Regions from separate parts of the Sus scrofa genome. Here all the other regions are linked to region 2. The links are chromatin contacts, called in public HiChIP or PLAC-seq maps. All regions are on one chromosome and are shown on one strand. Each heading gives the region's core, a stretch centred on a gene start, on an enhancer-like site or on the middle of the called end of the contact. The rest is flanking DNA. Distances are from core to core; before and after follow the strand shown. Region 1 holds the start of LPAR5 (lysophosphatidic acid receptor 5). Region 2 holds the start of ZNF384 (zinc finger protein 384). Region 3 holds the start of MLF2 (myeloid leukemia factor 2).

The links. HiChIP or PLAC-seq counts read pairs in DNA pulled down with a chosen protein or histone mark.
Region 1: a contact with region 2 is called in an H3K27ac HiChIP or PLAC-seq map of alveolar macrophages. The contact joins the promoter of LPAR5 here to the promoter of ZNF384 in region 2. A contact is called at or near these places in 1 of 5 promoter capture datasets (fetal skeletal muscle), 4 of 47 Hi-C or Micro-C datasets (blood, liver and subcutaneous adipose tissue) and 1 of 2 datasets of contacts at active chromatin or transcription factors (alveolar macrophages).
Region 3: an H3K27ac HiChIP or PLAC-seq map of alveolar macrophages shows a contact between it and region 2. The contact joins the promoter of MLF2 here to the promoter of ZNF384 in region 2. A contact is called at or near these places in 2 of 47 Hi-C or Micro-C datasets (heart right ventricle and skeletal muscle) and 2 of 2 datasets of contacts at active chromatin or transcription factors (alveolar macrophages and skeletal muscle).

The regions. Positions count from the first base shown.
Region 1 is chr5:64,048,024-64,051,017 of Sscrofa11.1, forward strand. It overlaps LPAR5 (lysophosphatidic acid receptor 5), which reads left to right and starts at 1,447. Exons shown (of 2, transcript XM_005652601.3): 1 at 1,447-1,867.
Region 2 is chr5:64,002,163-64,005,173 of Sscrofa11.1, forward strand. It overlaps ZNF384 (zinc finger protein 384), which reads left to right and starts at 1,306. Exons shown (of 12, transcript XM_021092415.1): 1 at 1,306-1,524; 2 at 2,393-2,452. LOC102163385 (a long non-coding RNA gene) reads right to left here and starts at 1,267. Exons shown (of 2, transcript XR_297164.3): 1 at 925-1,267; 2 at 1-713.
Region 3 is chr5:63,950,307-63,953,135 of Sscrofa11.1, forward strand. It overlaps MLF2 (myeloid leukemia factor 2), which reads left to right and starts at 1,354. Exons shown (of 9, transcript XM_003481695.4): 1 at 1,354-1,569; 2 at 2,149-2,226; 3 at 2,450-2,576; 4 at 2,788-2,823. The coding sequence starts at 2,177.

The sequences.
Region 1 (2,994 bases), core at 197-2,696, 46 kb after region 2:
GGAATGAAGGTCACAGCCAGTGTCTTGGGGAGCCTGTGGGCCGAAGGGCGTGTGTGTCTTCATTTCTGAAGCCCTGATCCCAAGATCTCGGATGTGAGTGTAGGACTGTCTCTCTGAGGATGATCTGAATGAGGTCGTGTCTAGTGGGCCAACTGCAGGGCAGTAGGGCCGAACTTGAGCTTTTTAGGAGGGAGGAAAGAACTGTGGTTGAGCTCAGGAAACCCCTGCTCTGATATCAAGTGAGAGGTCTGATGGTCTGAAAACGGTGAAGTGGGGAGGAGCTGCACCTTTTGTTTGTTTTTCAGCCACACATGTACAAAGTTCCTGGGCCAGGAATTGAACCTGTGCCACAGCAGCCACCAGAACCACAGCAGTGACAACGCTGGGTCCTTGAGGAACTGCATCTTTTTTTTTTTTTTTTGTCTTTGTTGTTGTTGTTGTTGTTGCTATTTCTTGGGCCGCTCCCGCGGCATATGGAGGTTCCCAGGCTAGGGGTTGAATCGGAGCTGTAGCCACCGGCCTACGCCAGAGCCACAGCAAAGCGGGATCCGAGCCGCGTCTGCAACCTACACCACAGCTCACGGCAACGCCGGATCGTTAACCCACTGAGCAAGGGCAGGGACCGAACCCGCAACCTCATGGTTCCTAGTCGGATTCGTTAACCACTGCGCCACGACGGGAACTCCAGGAACTGCATCTTAATGACATGCTTGGAGCTGTGACTCCAGCATCAGCCTTTAATAATCTGGGATCCCCCAAAACATGTTCTGGATACACACATATGAGGGAAACTGCACAGCATTTAGAAGAAAACATTACAGAGTTCCTGTCGTGGCTCAGTGGTTAAAGAACCCGACTAGTATCCATGAGGACGTGGGTTCGATCCCTGGCCTTGCTCAGTGGGTTAAGGATCCAGTTTTGCCATGAGCTGTGGTGTAGGTTGCAGATGTGGCTCGGATCCAACGTTGCTGTGGCTGTGCCTTAGGCTGGCAGCTGTAGCTCCGATTCAGCTCCTAGCCTGGGAACCTCCATATGCCGTGAGTACGATCTTAAAAAGACAAAAAAGAGAAAACATTATGGAGAAGCTCAATATGTAGAATATAGCACAAAGAACAGTGTCAAGCATCTCCATCTACCCTTTATCAGCTTTGATTATCAACATGCCATTGGCCTTTTAATGGGATGTTGAAACCTCTGAGAAGCTCTGTAACAGAGAAACCTTTTCCACTTAGTCTCTCCATTCTCATTCGACCACAGTGTCCTTTTTCACCTGCCGCTTGTTTTTGAGTACTGACTGCAAACACCATGCCCGGTCCTACTGATGTAGAAAACAAGGGGCTCAGCCCGGGGTACAGAGACCAGAGGCTGTCATCTGAGCCCTGGTTCCCCCCCACACACACACACATACACACAGATAGAAGCTACATGTGGCAAGAGTGAAACCACCTGCAGGAACCCAACAGAGAGACAGACAGCCAGGAGGAACTGATGAGAACAAAAGGCTGGTGGGTTAGTCATCTGGCATCACTGGGTGGGTGTGCCAGTTAGGCTCACCGGAAACTGTGGGAAATGTGTGAGCCATGAGGGGACAGTCAGCAGTCAGCGATGGTTGGGGCCAGATGAAGTGCCTTTATCCGCTGGGGATTCTTCTCCTCTGACCTGTCTGTGGACCACTGAGGGCAGTGCTTCCTCCTCTGTCTCCCTGCCCCACGCAGGGTTGGGCGAGTGCAGGGAGCTGGGATCTGCTGACAGCTGCGGAGGTGGGTGTGTCCGCCTGCCTGGAGCAGGTCCTACCAGCCCAGCCCAGCCCAGAACAGGCAGCAGCGGAAGCCAGCTCAAGGCAGCGGCGGAGCCTCAGCGAGCACAGGTATGGGGGCATCACAGGTTGGGGGGAGCCCCCCAGGGGCAGCCCCTCTCCTTTAGAAATAGGACATGGGTGGGGGGGGGTGGAGGTGAAAGTAGGCTGTGGGCCCTGGGAAAATGTTTCAGTCAAAAGCCCAAAGGGACAGGCTTGGGCCCACAGACAGGGGACAGAGGATTGCCCTAGATCTTGAAGCCCCACCCTGGCTGTCCCCGAGGCTGTGTCCTCCCCTTCACCGGTCAGGTCCCCACTGTCAAGCTGAACCCCAATCCCAGGGCCACCGAGGAAGGCCCTCTGGGGCTGGTTGCCAGCCCTTTCCTACTCTTAGACAACGCAAGCCCTAAAACCCACTCGCCCCAGGGCCGGGCCTTTGCCGGTGACAATGAACTCATCTGATGAAACCCCATCAGCAGGGTCAAGGCTCAGCTGTGCCCTTACGGGGATCCTTCCAATGTAACCAGTGTGCTTCAGTGGTGTCTTGGACAGACGCTGCCTTAACCCAGGGCATTGTCTTTATCGGAGGATTAGATGAACTGTGTCCAGGGTCCCTACAGTTCTGCGGGAATGTGGCCTGTGAGGGTCCCGAAGTGGATAAAATTTCAGATACTGAGCATGGGTTGGGGGAGATATTTGAGAGCGGGCAAGGCCTTCTGGTCCCTCTGTGTCCCAACCATGAGGCAGCTGCCCACCGAGTCCTTATGTTCACGGGGGCCTCCCTGACGGAAGGGGTTGTGTCGCCTGTCGCTTCAGGGTGAGCGAAGGTCGTAGCAGAAGGGAAGATGGAGGCAAGGATTAAACGGGAGGCAGAAACCTACTCAACCCATGAGCCTCACTTCCTGGCAACTGAGGGACCCTAGAACCCAGCTCTTTCGGCCTCTGATACCTGTGCCCACAGGAAGGGGAAAGCAGAGACTTGAGTGCTGCCTGAGGTCAGGGCGAGGTCCACGAGGCCAAAGGCTCCTGTGGAGGCGAGAACCACCCAAGGCTATGGAGGGCTGAACCCTCTTAGGTCTTTTTTTTTTTTTCCTGTCTTTTAGGGCCACACCCAACACATATGGAGGTTCCCAGGCTAGGGGTCCAATCAGAGCTATAGCTGCTGGCCTACACCACAGGCATAGCAACTCAGGACCGAT
Region 2 (3,011 bases), core at 56-2,555:
TAGGAGGCACTTCAATTCTGTTTCACTCAAAATAGAGCCAAGCCCAGAGGGATTCTAGTCAGATCCGGGGCAGGCTAGTGGGAGCATTTATTTGCTTAAATGGCATATATTTATTCAGCATTTACTGTGTGATTAGCAAAGCAGTGGGAAGGTACCATGTATGAGACAGTTTCTCCCCTGAGTTGCTGACAATTTCGCTGAAGATCACATACACGAAATAGTCAAAACAGCAACAAAAGGTAGGGACCGAATGCTGTGGGAATTCAGAGGACAGGATCGTTACGGGTTGGAGCAATCGAGGAAGGCTTCCTGAAAGATTTCATTGTAACTGTTCGTTGATAGTTGATATAATAAACGTTTACCGACGGTTAAGCGCCCAGCTCTGAGGATAGGGCAGTGAACAATTCACAGTCCTTGTCCTCATGGAGCCGACATTCCAGAAGGAAAAGGAGGACAGCAAACAATGTACCAGGTAGAGGTGAGTGATATATTTAAAAGTAAAGCCAGGGGAGGAGATAGAGCTGTGGACGACGGCCAGTGGAGTTTAGAGACCAAAGAAAAGGGGAGTAACGGGTGTGGTCAGAGACGGGGCGGACTCTGATGGCTGGGAAAGGTTATTAGTTACTCCTTGGGCCAAAGTAGGGATCTCAGAAAGCCGACACACCCTTATCCCTCTCCGTGTATTCACAGTATTGAGACATTCAAGAGCACACCTAAGAAATAAGAATGGTAGATAACTCCCTATATCAGCCTGTCGCCCCCTGGGGGAAGAGAACCACGACCGGCCTTTTAAGAATCCAAACCTCCCCACGTACCTTGATGCATAATTCATGAACCTGTCGCCTTCCCACCCTCCCACTCCCCCAGAAGTCCCTTCCGGAAGCCCGGGACCGCAGTTCAACTCCTGCCCTTAGAGGAACCCACCTTCACTTCCGCTGTGGCGTCACATCCCTGGCGGGTCCTGCGTCCCTGGGCAGAAGCCACTTCCGCCCCTATTTGTCGTAACGTCCGCCCTGAATACCCTGGAGCGCGAGCCGCGCCGGATGTGCTCTTGCCGCTCCCGGAAGTGACTCGACCTTTGCATTTCCCCCTTTCCCCATTGTGGCCCCCCCTACATAGCTATTTCCCTCCCTCCCCCCTTTTCGTTTCCGGCGCTCCCGCCTTCTCTCAGCCTCGGCTCAACTCCGAGCCAGTGGGGGGAGGGAGGGAGGGAGGGGGCGTGGAGGAATCGGGGTTCTCGGGAGCACAAGCTGCAGCACCACTTCCGGGTGAGTGTTAGGGGAGGGAGGGCGGGAGGGGGCCACCCACTGCCTCGCGCCCCCGCCCTGCGGGTGTCTCGCGCGCGTTCCGTGCGTGTGAGTGTGTGGGTCTGTCTCGCGCCTAAAGTGCGTGCCCGCGCGCTCGCCTCGCGCTCTCCCCCCTCCCCTCGCCCCCTCCGGGTCCTCCCACCATACTCGGCTCCCTCCTTTCCCAGCAAACGCCGCCCCTCCCGCGCTCTGGCGCCGCCGCAGCCGTCGCCGCCGGGTGAGTCTCGCGCCGCTGCAGCCGGCGCGCGCCGAGCTCTCTGCTCCTCCCCCTCCCCTTTTCCTTGGGGGGCGGAGAAGGGGGGTCCTCGATGGGACTGTACGTGTGTCCGTCCCGGAACCGGAAGTGGTTGTGGAGGAGCGGGCGATGGGGAGGAATGGGGGGGCTTAGGGGGCGGGTGTCTGTCTGGTGGGTGGCAGAGTTCAGCTCCCTGGAGGGGAAGGAGAGGCGTCCCAAAGAAGGGTATTTGAGGAAAGGGTGGAGGGCGACATCAGGAGAAGGCGCCCAAGGGCTGTCTCAGGGCAGCGAAGGTGTTTGGGGATCAGCCGGGGTCTCCAATAGCTAGACCACTGTGCAGGCTGAGGGAGGTACTTCTTGGCGTAGGGCCTTGGGTAGGCAGGGGCGAAGTCCTCGCAGAAGTGGGGGGGAGGCCAGAGGAAGCGGCTGGGCCTAAACTGGCACTGTGCCTGACACAAGGGCTTGTGCATCCCCCTTAGTCCTCAGCTTTGCTTTCTGAGCCAATCCTCAGGAGGCAGGGACCCTTCTCTTCTTCCAACTCTCTGTTCTCTCACCCCCGACTACCTGCGGCCCTGGGAAACCAAGAAGAACCAGTGTCTGAGCCCAAGTGGAACCCTCACACTGGTGATAGAGTTCATCTTAGTTGATGGGAATTGAACTTCTTTGCCTTGTATCCACATAGGGGTGGCACTACACTCCTGTTATTATATCCTTGCATCTTTGGATTGTTGGTTGGGGGTCGGCCTGCCTTCCAGACTGAGTGCTGACAGTCAAAGAATTCCTGAGGTTCTCCAGTTCTCCGGTGGCTGCACCCTTACCGGCCCCTGTAACCCAGACAATTTGTTTACAGAAAGTTCAGGAGCCCTGGAAAGGAGAAGGAATAAGACGACAGGAGGAAGAGAGAGAGAGGGTAAGACAATTGGGGGTTAATGGCTTTTTCGGTACGGGGGGAGAAGGGATCATAAAGGGACGTTTTGGGGACAATGTGACAGAATCCTTCACATAATAGCAATTGTAATCTTGGTGTTTGCTGTGGGAGAAGCCTCTCATTATCTCTTGAGGATACCCAGGAAATTTTGTGCAAAAAGTTGGCACTGTACCCCATCACCTTCCATTGCCACCAGTCCTCATCAAGATTGAATTGTGAAATGCTTGCATGAAATCACTAAGCAGTGTTGCACTGTGCCCAAAAGAGAAATTCATTCTGCTTTAGGGACACATGGGCCCTAGTTGCTAGTATAGTCCTTTTGGCATAGCTTATGAAATTGCTTTCCTCTGTTAGGAACAAGCAGAGCTGACTTTAGAGTGGAGTTTGCATCCTTAATATTGCAGCACAGTGTTTGGAGTGGACCTCTGGAGTGAATAGAATCTGTAACGTGGGGTTATTTGAACTTAATGAGACAGGGTGAAGTTTTGGGGAAAAAAACTTGTATGTGGGTAGTTTGAGGTAAAATGGATAAAACTGTATG
Region 3 (2,829 bases), core at 104-2,603, 52 kb before region 2:
GCAAGAGGAAGAGGGGCACTCGTGTGGCAGAATGTCCAGAGATAGGGCATCTGGAAGATAAAAGATTCTGCTAAGTCTCTTCCCCAGAAATATCAATGGAAAACACATTTTCTTTTATTCTGTCTTTCTCTTTGGCTTTGCCAGCTTCTAGGTTCTCTGTCTCCGTTCCCCCTATGTCTCCGTTACTGCTTTTTTTCCCTCTTTAATAACGATCAAGTCCAAAGAAACCTGAGAAACCCCACTCCCACTATCTCTTCCTGAGTGACCAGGGACCTTCCCCCTCTTCCCCAAGGAAGCGTTGGGGTTGGGAACAAGTCTCTCTCACTGTCAGGCCCTGTGAAGCACGAACAGAGCCAGCAGTCAGTGTAAAGAACCAAAAGATCTGGAATTTGGATGAGCCTGGTCTAAAGTCCACCCTGGACAGTCCAAATCCTGACACCCAGGGGGAGGGCCCTTCTCTCCAGCTGGGCCAGATTTTATGCAAGGCATTTAGTGTGTCAAAGTGTCAGTCTTTGGCCTTAGAGTCGGTCTCCTGACCTGTTTTCCAACCCCGCCCCTGGGTGATCTGGGTTAATGGAGCTCTCCACCTCCTCTCCAAAACATTAGACCCTTGACCTACCTACCTTCCTGACTAGAGGCAAGAAAGATCAGTGTGGACTGGGAGCTCTTGAGGACACAGGAGTCAGAGAAAAGGAAGGGGAGAGTAGCATTAAACGAAAAGATGTCAGAACTAGGACCTCTCCCCAGTCTGACCCCTCACAGCAGGGTAACTGAGGTGGGGTCCGGGAGTCTCTCAAATGCTAGTTCCCAATGGGCTGCAGTTCCAGTCTGGCCGAAGAGCGCCATCTGGCGGCCAGCCCCTCAAACTGGAATCTCTTTGCCCTAACTGAGTTCTCGAAGCCAGAAGACAACCTGGGCGGAACCGTCACCTCCTCTCCTACGTCACTCCGGGGACCCCGCCCCTGCCTGGATCGCACCTCCTCCTGCGGGCGACTGGCCCTAGCGCCTCCCCCGCAGAATTGCCGCCCTTCCGCCCTCTCGGGTTGATCGCTTCCCCGGTAGAAATCTGCTTAATGCTCCCCCGGGGATCCGCCCCACCTCGTCGGGGAGCCCATCCTATCCCCTGGGAATCTGCCCCCGTCCTCTTCCTCCCCTCCCGGGGGATGGACTGCCCTGCTCCTCTTCCACATACTAACAGGGAGCCTCCTCCGGTCCACAGGACCCAAATCCAGGTTACTAACGAGGTCTCCCCTCCCCTCGTCCCAGAAGGACTCCGCGGCCAGGGAGCCGGCCTCGTCGGCGCCCACGCCCGCTGATGGGCGGAGCTCCGCGGGCTCGGCCCCGGGATGGGCTGTCCCATCGTGACGTCACTTCCGTCCGGGCCTGGCCGCGGTTCGGGATCCTTGGGCCGAGGGGGGGCAAGGAGGTGGCAGCTGAGCGAGGAGGCGGCGCGGAGGCCGAGGACTCACGCCTGGACCAATCCCGCGTCCCGGGCCGCAAGCCCCGATCCTGCCGCGCCCCGAGAGGCAAGACCGGCCGGATGGGCCGCTGAGCCCGGATCGGGGACCGGTGAGGCGCGAGCGGAGCGGGCAGCCGGTCCGGGGCGGGAACGGCCCGCTGAGCTGCAGAGGGTCCGGGAGCTTGGGATGCGGGGAGGGAAGCGGGTCAGGCCCGCCTCTCCTACTCGCCCGGCGGGGAGGCAGGGGCCGGGGAAGCCGCCGACAGGCGTGGCGAGGACGGTGAGGCCCGTCCGGGGGAGGCCTGGCGGCGGCCGGGTGTGAGGAGGGGGCGGGGTGGTTGGGGTCATTATTGGGCCGGCACTTGGGATTCGCCTCCGGCACGGTGGCGTCGGGGAGGGGGAGTATGCTTCTGGCCAGGGCTTTGGGAAGAGGATGACTATGAGTGGGGGAGGCAGAAAACAGGCTTGGAAAATTTTTCCATGGTCCTTTTTCAGAGAGAGGTTCGAAAAGCTCTTCTCTCCCTAGAGGGTGATGTTGAACACCTGGAGAAGGGTCTCAAGTGGAGTTGGGGGCGGGGGGAGGTCAGTTACAGTATTTGGAAGGGACAGTGCTCTGCGAGTCCCTGCCCTGAGCGGATGTGCAAAAAAGCCTGGCCGCCTCCAAAATCTGAGCCTCCACATCTTCACAGTGTGGAGCCCCCTGGAGCTAAAATCAGGATGTTCCGCTTCATGAGGGACGTGGAGCCTGAGGACCCCATGTTCTTGATGTGAGTATCCCCGCCCCCTCACGCGCTAGAGCACGCATCCGCTCCACATCAGGTCTCCGAGTAGTTCAGATGGACTCAGGGCCTCCCGTTGCTGCTCAGCCCCAGCTCAGACTTTGAGGGGAAGTCTGTGCTCCTGGTTCCCTAAGGCTGTTTTCTTGGCGGGGGCGGGGAGGCGTTGACTGCTGGCCTTTCTAAGCCCACACGGTATACACCCCATGCACAGGGACCCCTTTGCCATTCACCGTCAGCACATGAACCGGATGTTGTCGGGTGGCTTTGGATACAGCCCCTTCCTCAGCATCACAGATGGCAGCATGCCAGGGACCAGGCCTGCCAGCCGCAGGATGCAGGTAAATGGTGGTGCAACAGACCTGAGACCAGAAGAAAGGTTGGAGGGTGGTTGTATCAAAGTGCTTGATTTTTCTTGCACAATGGCCGGCTTAGCAAGTGGGCAGAGGGGTCTGGAAAACAGGTTTTGTGATCCCCTGTTGAGGGCTTGGTTTGGGACAGTAATGAGCTAGGAAGTGGTCTCTCATTCTTGTTCCTTATGTGTTCCTGTAGCCTGGGGCCGTCTCTCCCTTTGGGATGCTGGGAATGGTGAGT